3 separate regions of the Sus scrofa genome follow, and regions 2 and 3 are each linked to region 1. A link is a contact called in public Hi-C data. All regions are on one chromosome and are shown on one strand. The core of a region is the stretch at or near the end of the contact, and the rest is flanking DNA. Distances in the headings are between cores, read along the strand shown.

Evidence for each region. Hi-C and Micro-C count contacts between places; a contact is called where the count stands out from the background.
Region 2: a Hi-C map of omental adipose tissue shows a contact between it and region 1, with 1.6 times the contacts expected there. The contact joins the promoter of JPT1 here to the promoter of KCTD2 in region 1. A contact is called at or near these places in 8 of 47 Hi-C or Micro-C datasets (blood, fetal liver, heart right ventricle and 5 more) and 2 of 2 datasets of contacts at active chromatin or transcription factors (alveolar macrophages and skeletal muscle).
Region 3: a contact with region 1 is called in a Hi-C map of embryonic fibroblasts, with 2.8 times the contacts expected there. The contact joins the promoter of OTOP2 here to the promoter of KCTD2 in region 1. A contact is called at or near these places in 4 of 47 Hi-C or Micro-C datasets (embryonic fibroblasts, epiblast stem cells, heart right ventricle and 1 more).

The regions. Positions count from the first base shown.
Region 1 is chr12:6,239,422-6,242,872 of Sscrofa11.1, forward strand. It overlaps KCTD2 (BTB/POZ domain-containing protein KCTD2), which reads right to left and starts at 1,942. Exons shown (of 6, transcript XM_021066666.1): 1 at 1,533-1,942. The coding sequence starts at 1,871. It also overlaps a transcript of ATP5H not described here.
Region 2 is chr12:6,137,642-6,141,092 of Sscrofa11.1, forward strand. It overlaps JPT1 (Jupiter microtubule associated homolog 1), which reads left to right and starts at 1,872. Exons shown (of 5, transcript NM_001048069.1): 1 at 1,872-1,956. The coding sequence starts at 1,901.
Region 3 is chr12:6,331,812-6,335,262 of Sscrofa11.1, forward strand. It overlaps OTOP2 (otopetrin-2), which reads right to left and starts at 1,702. Exons shown (of 7, transcript XM_003131218.3): 1 at 1,471-1,702; 2 at 859-1,205; 3 at 193-329. The coding sequence starts at 1,171. USH1G (Usher syndrome type-1G protein) reads left to right here and starts at 1,829. Exons shown (of 3, transcript XM_013980768.2): 1 at 1,829-2,861. The coding sequence starts at 2,698.

The DNA of each region.
Region 1 (3,451 bases), core at 692-3,191:
CCCCTCTGTCACAAGTCACCAGTGAGAGGATAAGTTCTGCTCGTTGGTTATCACAAACCATCGGCAAGAAGGCTAGCTTTATGCATCTCCGACTTTAAGGTCATTCCAGGGAGGGTGTTACAGATGTACAGTGATATTCATCATCCAGGCTTTAGCTGGAAATTTTAAAATCTTCCCTCAGAAACAATTACCAACATTCTTCCTTTGGAACGTTTGTTACTAAGAAACAGAAGAAGAAAATGCTATGGTTGCAGGACCAAAATTTTTTGCGTGAGATGGACATACTGACTTCTCTATTGTCCCCGAGTCACATTCCTAATTCCAAGAAAACCTCTGTTTAGTTGGCATTGCTCCTGAGCTCAGGGCCAACATCAGTGGGAGTGTGCATTGGCAGCTGTAACTCACACATCCTAGCTCTGTGCCCAGAGGAAGCTTGGCACTGCCAGGACTTGGCTCTGAGCAGTTTTAATCCTACTCATCTTTACAGTAAAGGGAACAAGAAGAAACTGGCTGCTACTGCAACGAGGAAAATCTGGGGGCAGATAAAAATAATTCTTTTCTGAGCAAGATTTTGGAAACTCTTTAAAGTTAGGGCAGGACCGGTCTTCAATCTGAGATTTATTACTGGAGAAGCAGGAGATGAATAAATGAAATCGACCAATGTTTATCCAACCCCAGCTTTGTTGCAAAGGAACACCTGAGTGCTACCTGGGCTATAAGGCAGTGAAGTAATGGTCAATGCCCATAAATTGGAAATTAAAAGATGAACGTATAAAGTTAAAAAGAAATTCAAACGGCTGAAACTGAAAATGGGTTAAGTGTCTTGTCACTCTCAACTCTTTGGTTAGCAGCCACGCATCTTTTGCCCAATGGCACTCTTTGGGTTTCATTTTCACTAGTCTTAGCCGGTCAGCTTAGATTTGCACTGGCAAATGGTAACCTCTTTCCAAGGAATGTATATGATCTCAAATATGGATCTGAAACAGTGACAGTTACCAGATACGAGCTCAGGGACCAGGATCACAGAAAAGATGTGTAATATCACGAGAAGCACTTCCTGCAGCTGTCATCGTCAGACCCAGGCTTCACCCAACTTGGCACAGGGGTCCGAGAGGAAGTCTGAGAAAGCTACAAAGATGCCTTAGCTCATCCTGACCCAGTTCTGGATGCATCTGCCACAGGCGGTGAGGGGCTGAAGAGGAGCCAGGGAAAAACTCACGCACACCTGAGGGGCTGGGATGAGGTGCAAAGAGGAATTCGGAGGAGGGGTGTGGAGTGGATTCTCGTGGGTGAGAGTGGGCACAGTGTGGGGTAGGAGGCGCTGAGAACGAAGGGCGGGGTAGGAGAGAAAGGCTGCCTGCGCCTGAGGATGGAGAAGAGCCCCTGGCGTTAGCTTGACGGGGAAAGAGGTGGGAAGGGTGTCCCGGCCCGAGGAACCCGCCAGTGAGAAGAGTGGCGCAGCAATCTGGGGACCAGCCTAGGAGGAACGAAGGGGTTCGAAGGCCGGGGGCGCGCCCGAGGGCGGGGCGCACCTTGTCTGAGTCCAGCTCCGGGTCCTCCTGGCAGCAGAGGCGGCAGAGAAAGGACTTGGGCTCCCGGCCTAGGGTCTGCCTGGTGGTCACGAAGTAGGTGCCGCCCACGTTCAGCCGGACCCAGCGGGCCGCGCCGCCGCCCCCTGCCCGCTCGGGCGGTCCGGGACCCGGCTCCAGTGGCTGCGCGGCGGCGGTGGGCGGGCGGCCGTGTCCGCGGGGTGTGGAGCCAGCGGGGCGAGGGCTGGGGGGCCCGCGGCCCGGGCCACCCCCATCTCCCAGCCCGCTCCCGCCACCCCCTCCCAGCCCGGCCATCGCCGGGTCCAGCTGCAGCTCCGCCATCTTGGGCCGCCGCCGCCGCCGCCGCTGCCCGCCCGCCGCCGGGCCGGCCCATCTCTCGGCAGGGAGAGCCGGGCCGGCCCATCGGCGGGGGTGGGGCCGGGGGAGAGGGACTGGAGCGCCCCCAACCAGCGCCCGGGGACCCGTGCTGTGGAGGCGCTGCGGCCGCCTCCGGGGGCGGGATTTCCGGAAGTAGCCGTCATCTCTATTGGCTGTCTTGGGAAACAAGGCCCGTCCCTTTAGCTTTGGGATTGGCTGAGGTGAGGCCTTCCGGTGATCCACTTCCGTTCCTTGCTGCCTTGGACTGAGGGCCTCCGGAGTCGGTGAAGGTGAGTGGGGTTTGGGGCCCTTGGTCGCGACCCTTGCAGGTTCTTCTGCCCTGCTGACTCCAAACCTGGGCCTGATCCTTGTTGCACCCTTGCCGAGGACACCGGGCCCTGCGGTTTCCCCTCTGGCAGTGTCCCAGCTGTTCCACGCTCCCCTTCTCTCCCTTCCCCCCGAGCGCTAGGTCGCAGGGACCATTCTGTGACCTGCTGCCTTTGACTTAGGCGCCTCTACTAACCTTGTCTCGTCTAGCCCGCCCCAGCGCGACCGACTTCAGTAGTCTGGTTTGGAGGGTGAGGAAACGTTTCTCGGAGATAGTTTTAGCTTGCTGGGTGACACTAGGGTTCCAGCATTCGAGGGTGTGAAGCTTTCAGAGCCTCTCAAGTGCAGGGTTCGTTTATCCGTTCAACAGATATTCACTGAGCACCTCCTGTGTGCAATATCTGTTCTAGGCGCTGGGGATTCCGTAGTAAATAAAAGACAACAGTCCCTTTATTTATGAAGCCTACTTTCTGCTGGTGCTTGGAATAGTCTCTGTGAGGGCACTTGTTTGGCGTATTTAAAAGTCAGCTGTCCCTCCCCTCCCCTCTGGGTAACATTAGCTATCCTGAGAGCAAAAGGAAGCAGCAGGTATTGGACGAATGGTTTTTTTTTTTTTTTAAGATCCTGGGGAAGATTTCTTCCATCTCCTTTGCGACTCCCTCTATAGCTTGTAAAGACCTTTGATATTTCAATCTGTTTCCTAATGTCTATTTTCTCATATTCTGTCTTTGTTTAAAAAAGAAATGGCAGTGATGCATTTCCATCTTCTCTCATATTCACACGTGTATTGTATACCTCTTTTAAGGGTATTGCTAGTATACTCAGGGTATGTGCTAATGCTGCAGGGGATGATAAGACATGAATAGCGGGTAGAGAGCCCCTTAAGTTTGTATAAGATTGTAGAGCCGGAGTTCCCTTTGTGCCTCAGCAGGTTAATAGCCTGCCCTCTCCGTGAGAATGCGGGTTCAATCCCTGGCATTCTTCAGTAGGTTACGGACTGGTATTGCCACAAGCTGTGGCCTAAGTCGCACATGGTGGCTTGGATCCAGCTTTGCTGTGGCTGTGGCTGGCTGCAGCTTTGACCCCCTAGCCCAGGAACTTCCATGTGCCACAAGTGCGGCCCTAAAAAAAAGAAAGAAAAAGATTGTAGAGGAAATTGATGTGCAAATTACATTTGGTAACTTTTTAACACCCTTCCTAGGTAAGCAGAGCTATTC
Region 2 (3,451 bases), core at 622-3,121, 100 kb before region 1:
ACACAGCTCTTGCGGCAACCCCGGATCCTTAACCCACTGAGTGAGGCCAGGGATCCAACCCCCAAGTCCTCATCGGTACTAGTTGTGTTTGTTTCTGCGGAGCCACAGTGGGAACTCCCAGGAAAAGCACTTTACATCTGTTACCTCGTCCACTCCTCACAGCTATGATGTCCAGACACTAGTCTATCCTTATTTTACAAATGAGGGAACTAGTGCTCAGAAAAAGTAAGAGTGGAGGTTAAAACCTGGGTTTCTCTTTGAGGACACTGAGCGAGCAACCACCATACTCTACTACCTCCTAGTTAGTAATTATGTGACTTTTTTTTTTTTTTTTTTTTTTTTTTTTTTTTTTTTTTTTTTTAGGGCTGCAGGTGTGGCATATGAAAGTTCTCAGGCTAGGGGTCGAATCAGAGCTTCAGCTGCTGGCCTGTACCACAGTCATGACAATGAGGGATCTAAGCCATATCTGCCACCTAAGCCGAAGCTCACGGCAACACTGGATCCTTAAATTACTGAGTGAGGCCAGGGATTGAACTCTCTTCCTCGTGGATGCTAGTCGGGTTCTTAACCTGCTGAGCCACAAGAGGAACTCCCAATAATGATATGATTTTTGAGCCGGGGATGCATGCTGGGTTGGCCTGAAGAGGTTTGTTTTGTTTGTTTGTTTTAAGGTTTTGGAAATTTAGGCTTAGCCTTTAACAAGGGGGAGACTTTAATCCAAACAAGTGTGTGCTTCAAGCTTTTGTGGTAAGCCCTTAAAGACATGATCCTGCCTTATAGAAGAGAAGAACTTGTCTTTGGCTTTTCATGAACGTCTAGGAGGCGGCCACACAAAAAGGAATGTAGTTCACTTATGGAAATACTGAAATAGAGATCTGCCTTGAGTAATCGGCATGACGGGGAAGGCCTACCCCCTTGTTTGCCCAAGACTTTCCTATTATGATCTTGTAAACAGTCATTCCTGAACCCTCCAAGTGTGTCTGCATTTGTTGCAGGGATAGATTTAGCCAGACAGGTGGAAGAGTCATGACTTAAGGGTTATAAACAGCTGCAGAGGCCTGGGGTGCTTCCATAGTCTTAGCAGTAAGGGATGTGGCCATTCCCCAAAGCCGGGCGTTAACCAGACTTATTAAGCACAGGTCCTCAGATCGGAACGACTGTAATTTTGGTCTAGTGTATGCACCACCCATTACAGCTAAAGAGTAACAGTAAAATGTAAAGAATTTCCAATCGTTTTAGAAGGGATCATCTTCGCGTGCTTTCTGTTGCTGACTCATAGTGCTGCTGCTTTGGGACTGTCAGGTTTCCAAACAGGACACTTAGTAGGTATTCAGTTGTATACATGTCAATGTGTAGCAGTAATTTTCATCCCTTGGGGAGCATGACCTTGCTACCCACCTTGAGAAAGGCAAATAAATGAAAGATAAATTTGCCCTCGGCTTGCGGATTTCAACTCGCACACAGCGAGCTTTTCGCTTTATCAGGTAACTTTTTTAAGTGACAGGGAGCACAACTTGTACCGTGCGCGGGGCAGGTTTGTCCTTTATCCAATCATCACCGAGATTTGGGGGTGGGGGAGGGGAAACGTCCCTAGCTCTTCTCTGGCCAGGAAGGAGGCGGGTTTAGGCTGAGCAGGAGCAGCCTCGGCCTGTCGGGACGCCGCAGGGTGTTTGGCACTCCCAGGGACCAATGGAAGCTTACAGGTCCATTTGAATCGGCCAATGATGTCGGGGCAGGGGCGGGGCTTGGAGGCCCTATAAAGGCGGCGACCCAGCGGGCTGTCGGTGGCGGAGGTTCCTGCAGCGGTTGCCGGCTTTGGGCTGGGGAGCTACCCTACGCTCCTCAGACCTGACCCTTTCGGCGTTCTGCTCTCTCGCTCGCTACCTCGCTCCTTGGCGCCATGACCACCACCACCACCTTCAAGGGCGTCGACCCCAACAGCAGGAATAGCTCCCGGTGAGGCGGCGGGGCTCATTGGGCTGGAGGGCCGCTGCCCAAGGGGGCCGGGCGGGTCTGGCGGCCGGTCGTTGGCTGTAACGTGCTCCAGGCGTTGCGCTCCTTCCCAGCTCGGCGGTGGGGCTCGGCTACCGGCGTCGCCTTTGTGCCTCCGGCGAGTCCAGCGCGCCGGCCCCGCCCGATTCCTGCTCCTCTCCCATTCATTCCTCCCCCGGAGCGAGGGGCTGTGAAGGGCTGGGGCCGCTCGCGCTCAGGGCGCGGAGGTTTTTTTTGCCAATACGAACGTGCCGAGAGGGTTCGCTTTTTCCTCTTTGCGGCGTGGCCTGCCTGGCCCCGGGGAGGTGGTCTTGGGCTCCGGGTGCCTGGGTAGCTCGCGGGGCACCTCGATCCGTGCCCATTGTCCCATTCCTGGCCACGCGCTCGTGACTCTGGCCCAGGGCAGGTGGCGGCCCTGCGCCCGGCGTGATGGTCAGATCCGCAGCCGCAGTGATCGGGTCTGTCGAGCTCCTACCCACTCGGGTCCGCATGGCATGTAGCATTTGTGTTCGGGCGGGGCCGGTCATCGCGACCGCCACCCCTATTCAGGACCCAGCCGTCAGCCCTCCGCGAAGTGCCTCTCCTTTGCTAACAAAGAAAAGACCCCTGCTCCTTCCCCTCGCGCGCCCACCTCTGAACGGGAGGGGGAGCGAGTCGCTCCGAGTGGGTTTTCTGCGCTCAAACCTTCGGACCTCGGTCTTTGCATCCCACCTCTTTGCCTTCCCCGTTTGACGTTTGCCAAATGAGTTCATCTCTGGCCCTGGTTTGCTTGCAGGAAGAGGTTTTCTGTTCTTGGGCGGGGCCGGAGACATCCATTGTCTCTTCCGTACTATCTCCACCTGCGTATCCGGGGCCTTTCTGGTCACTCTTGCCACTGCATTTGTCGAAGAGGGCCCTGGGCACGGTGTTTGAACTGGGACCCTTTTCCAAGCCCTTGCCTAACTTGGCGGAAGGGTTTGGATGCGGTGGGGAATGTCCACATTGTCTTGGCTAATTGCATGCACGCTGTTTTTTAAGGTGGGATAAAGGCATCTCTGGGATCCTGCTCAAGGCATGGAGGAAGCTTAGATTCCACTTTTTCTGAGCATCTCTTTATTGATCATGACTCGCAGTCATGTGTGGCCAGCTTTGGGGTCCTGGGCAGGTGGCACAAAGGGAGCCATTTTGTGGGGCTAAGAAGACAGCCGTGAAATAGCAGTGTCTCCCAGGAGTTGGACAGCTTGGGGACAAAAAGCAGGCTCTGCAGTGAGTCTTAGGAAGGAGAGTTAGAAATGACATCCCTTTTCAACTCATTCCTTTCAAAATGCAGAAAAGAATGGGACAGATTTAAAAAACTCAATTAGTGGGTTACTGGGAGGAAGGGGAACTTGAGCAGGATAGACCTACGAAAATACTGGTCACTCCCTCTTCTGTTGTCATCCTTCCAATGAGATCATTTTTTTTTTTTTTTTTTTGAGGA
Region 3 (3,451 bases), core at 452-2,951, 92 kb after region 1:
ATGTAAGCGCTCATACTTGGCTATTACTTCCAGTGCCAAGTGCTTCCAGGTTTATGGACTCAAAGGCTCTGCACTGTGGGCCTATCCCCACCTTCACGGACTGCTCAGCGCTGAAGAGGAGTGGAGCTCAGGTCTCCTGCCCCCAGGCCAGGAGTTGGCTCCCTTCCACTCCAGGACACTCTTCCCACCCACCTGGACAATGACAAACACAGCCTGGGTGAGAGGGTGCAGGATCTTGATGGCTGACTGGCACTCAAAGAAACTGGAGTAGTAGCCGGTCTTGAAGACATCCATGACCAGAGTGCAGATCCCAAACAGCACCAGCCCACCTAGGAATGAGGGGTGGGAGGGTGCGGATCAGAGAGGCAGGAGAGAGGGCTTACAGATTTGCGCATGGCTGGCTAGGTAGTTGGATGGTTGGGGGGTGGACGGATGGACAGCGGGATGCTGAATGGGGGAATGGAAGGATGAGCACATGACTGAGTGGGTGGATGGACGGATGTCCTTTTGAGCCCCTATCTCTTTAGGGCTGCATAGATAAGGGGAAGGGCCTTCCGTAGGCTCTTTCGATTGCAGCTAACATCTGTTTTCTGCTCTCCATCAAAGTCTCTCCATGACCACCTTCTTTCAATCTTTAGATGGGGCAGAGAAATTCCTCTCCATCCCTCAGCCCCCTTCCAGACTCTTTCCCTTTCTTTTCTCCTTCAGCACAGCCCACCTCATCCTCAGACACATCTGGTCCTCCCGGGAGGGCACTTCTCATCGGTCTACCTAGGGCACCCAGCAATTCCTCCGAGAGCCTCTGCCTCCAGCTCTGCGCCTGGCCCACCCCACTTCCATCTCCACCTCCCCAGGCACCTCGGAGCCAGATGGGACCTGCGTGTGAGTCCCGATAGGGGACAGAGTCAGGGCTGCGCACGGTGCGAAGGAGGTAGAAGAGGATCCAGAGCCCCGCCAGCAGCATCATGGCGGTGAGCAGCGCGAACACGTCGGTGTCATACACGGCCACCTTGTTGAAGGCGCCGCCGCTGATGAGCGTGCAGGCGAGAAGCAGCACGTTCACGGACAGCAGCACGGACAGCAAGCGGCCGCCCTTCTTCCACACCTCGCGGGGGCCTGCCCGCGGCGCCGGCGGGCTCTCCTTGGGGCCGGTGGGCAGCTCCTCGGACATGGCAAAAAGCGACTGGAGGAGTTTGCAGGGGTCACTGTGGGGGAGAATGGACAGGACCCCAGGTCAGCCCCGAGGGCTCTCCTTCCTCCATCTTATCCCTAGATTTGTGAACCGGGGAGCTTCCCTGGGAGGGTGGGGGCTGCGGGTGGAGGAGGAAGCGCTGGAGATGGGGAAGAGAAAAGCCAGTCGTGCAGTTCTCTTGATCGAGGGCAGAAAAGGAAACGGGGCTGCAGCCCCGTCGGACCCCATCCAATGGCCCATTCCCCAAATCCGTGGACCGTATAGCCCAGGACACCTACCTGACTGGGCCGAGAGCCCGCGCTGAGCTTGGGGTCAGGGGGCGGGGAGCTTGTCCTCTCTCTCACGCCGTGCTGGATGGACGCTTTATACAGGGGAGGGCAGGGTGATTTACAGCCGCGGGAGCTCAGCTCCATAAACCTCTCAGTCCCGCTCACATGATCCATCTTTTTTCCGAGCTGAATTTAGGGAAGAGAGCACGGGAGCCAGATAAGGTGAGATTTATATTTACCCATTAAGAGGCGCCCCCTCCCCCGCGGCCCTGTCACCTCGGCGCATCCAGGCTCGGGCGCGGCCCTGCACTGCGGCACCCAGAGGGCACCCCACCCCCCGCGCCCACCGCGCCCTGGCGCCCCGAGATCTCGACACCCAGAGTCCTGAGAGGTGATGCTCAAGAGACGCCCCAAGGGCCCGAAGGCAGCCAGACGCCCTCCCAGCCATGGTGGCCCTATACCTTTGTGGTCCTCCGTTGCTGCCCCAAGATCAAGACCCCGTGGTCCCTTTCCCCGACACCTTCGCGGTGGTCGAAGTTCTCTCTTCCTCTGTCCCTTCCCCCGTCCCAGTTCCGCTGGATGCTACGAAGTGGGACTTGGATTCGAAGTTCTCGCCCAGTCCTCTAGCGCCCCCTGCTGGAACGCGGCCGGCCCATCTCCCGCGAACGAGCCGACCGAATCCAGATCGCTGACCGTCTGGCGGTCGGTTCTCATAACCCTCTTAGGCCCACTGTCCTGGGGGTCAGGGCTGTCCTCAGACACCCCTCCCAGCCCTTGGCTCGTTCCCTTGACGGATGGAGACATTGGGGGCTGCAGCACGGGGACTAGTGAGGACAGCGTGGGGACTGTCCCCAGACCCGGCTTTACGTGGCGGGACGCTCGAGTGGGCACTTTTGGAGAGAGGCAGGGCCCTGTGCGCTTGGGAGCAGGTCACTGCGGCGCGCTCGGGAGCAGGGTGTTTAGGACCCAGGGGCGGTCCGGGGCGGCCCTCTGGGCAGCGGGAGATCCTCCCCCACCTTCCCTGCCGCCGGGTGAGCGGCTCAGATGTCCGAGTAGCAGTAGCGGCGGCTCTGGCGCTCCGCATTTCTGTCTGAGGAGGCGGGGGCTGGCGGCCCTGGCCCCTGCCCGGCCCCCTCCCCTAACCCCATGCCTCAGCTCTAACCCCACCGCCCTCCCCCGCGGGGGGCATTTCCCCGGTCCCCGGCGGTCCGTCCAGTCCCGTCCAAGTCAGGAGCCATGAATGACCAGTACCACCGGGCGGCTCGGGATGGCTACCTGGAACTCCTCAAGGAGGCCACCAGGAAGGAGCTGAACGCCCCCGACGAGGATGGCATGACCCCCACCCTCTGGGCTGCATACCACGGCAATCTGGAGTCCCTGCGGCTCATCGTGAGCCGAGGGTGAGTAGTCCTGCCCTCGCCCCAGCGCCGCGGGGGAGGGAGGGGGGAGGGCTAAGAGAGCCTCAAGGCTGCTCTGGGCCCCTGAGACCCCCACCCAAATCCAGGGCATCTTTCCTTCCTGCTCTGAGCCACCCTGTCCCTATGACAGACCCTAAGGCAGAGCCTTGGAGATGGCCAGTGTGTGAGGGGGAAACAGGCCGAGGCCTGTGGCATTTGTGACCTGGATGTAGGGCTAGGAGGAGAGGGGCTGGGACTTGGGGGTCCATGACTGTGGGAGGGGCTTCAGAGTGAGGGAAGATGGGAGGGATCTCCTGGGTGGGTAGCCAGCCCCTGGAAGCAGAGTGAGGGGCATCGTGGGAATGAGAGAGAAGAGGCAGAAGCCTCAAAGGGGCCCTGAAGTGGGGCTGGGGAAGGAGAAGCTCTTCACTGCCCACCCCCCAGCCTGGGGTCCAAGGGGCCCCCCCTGCCAGAGGCCCCCTTCCCCCCCACACACACTGGATTTCACACAGCTCCCTCCCTGCTCATTCCTGGGATTTATGGGCACTGTTCACAGTACAAAATGTCACTCAGTTCAGCCCCTGCATTAACTC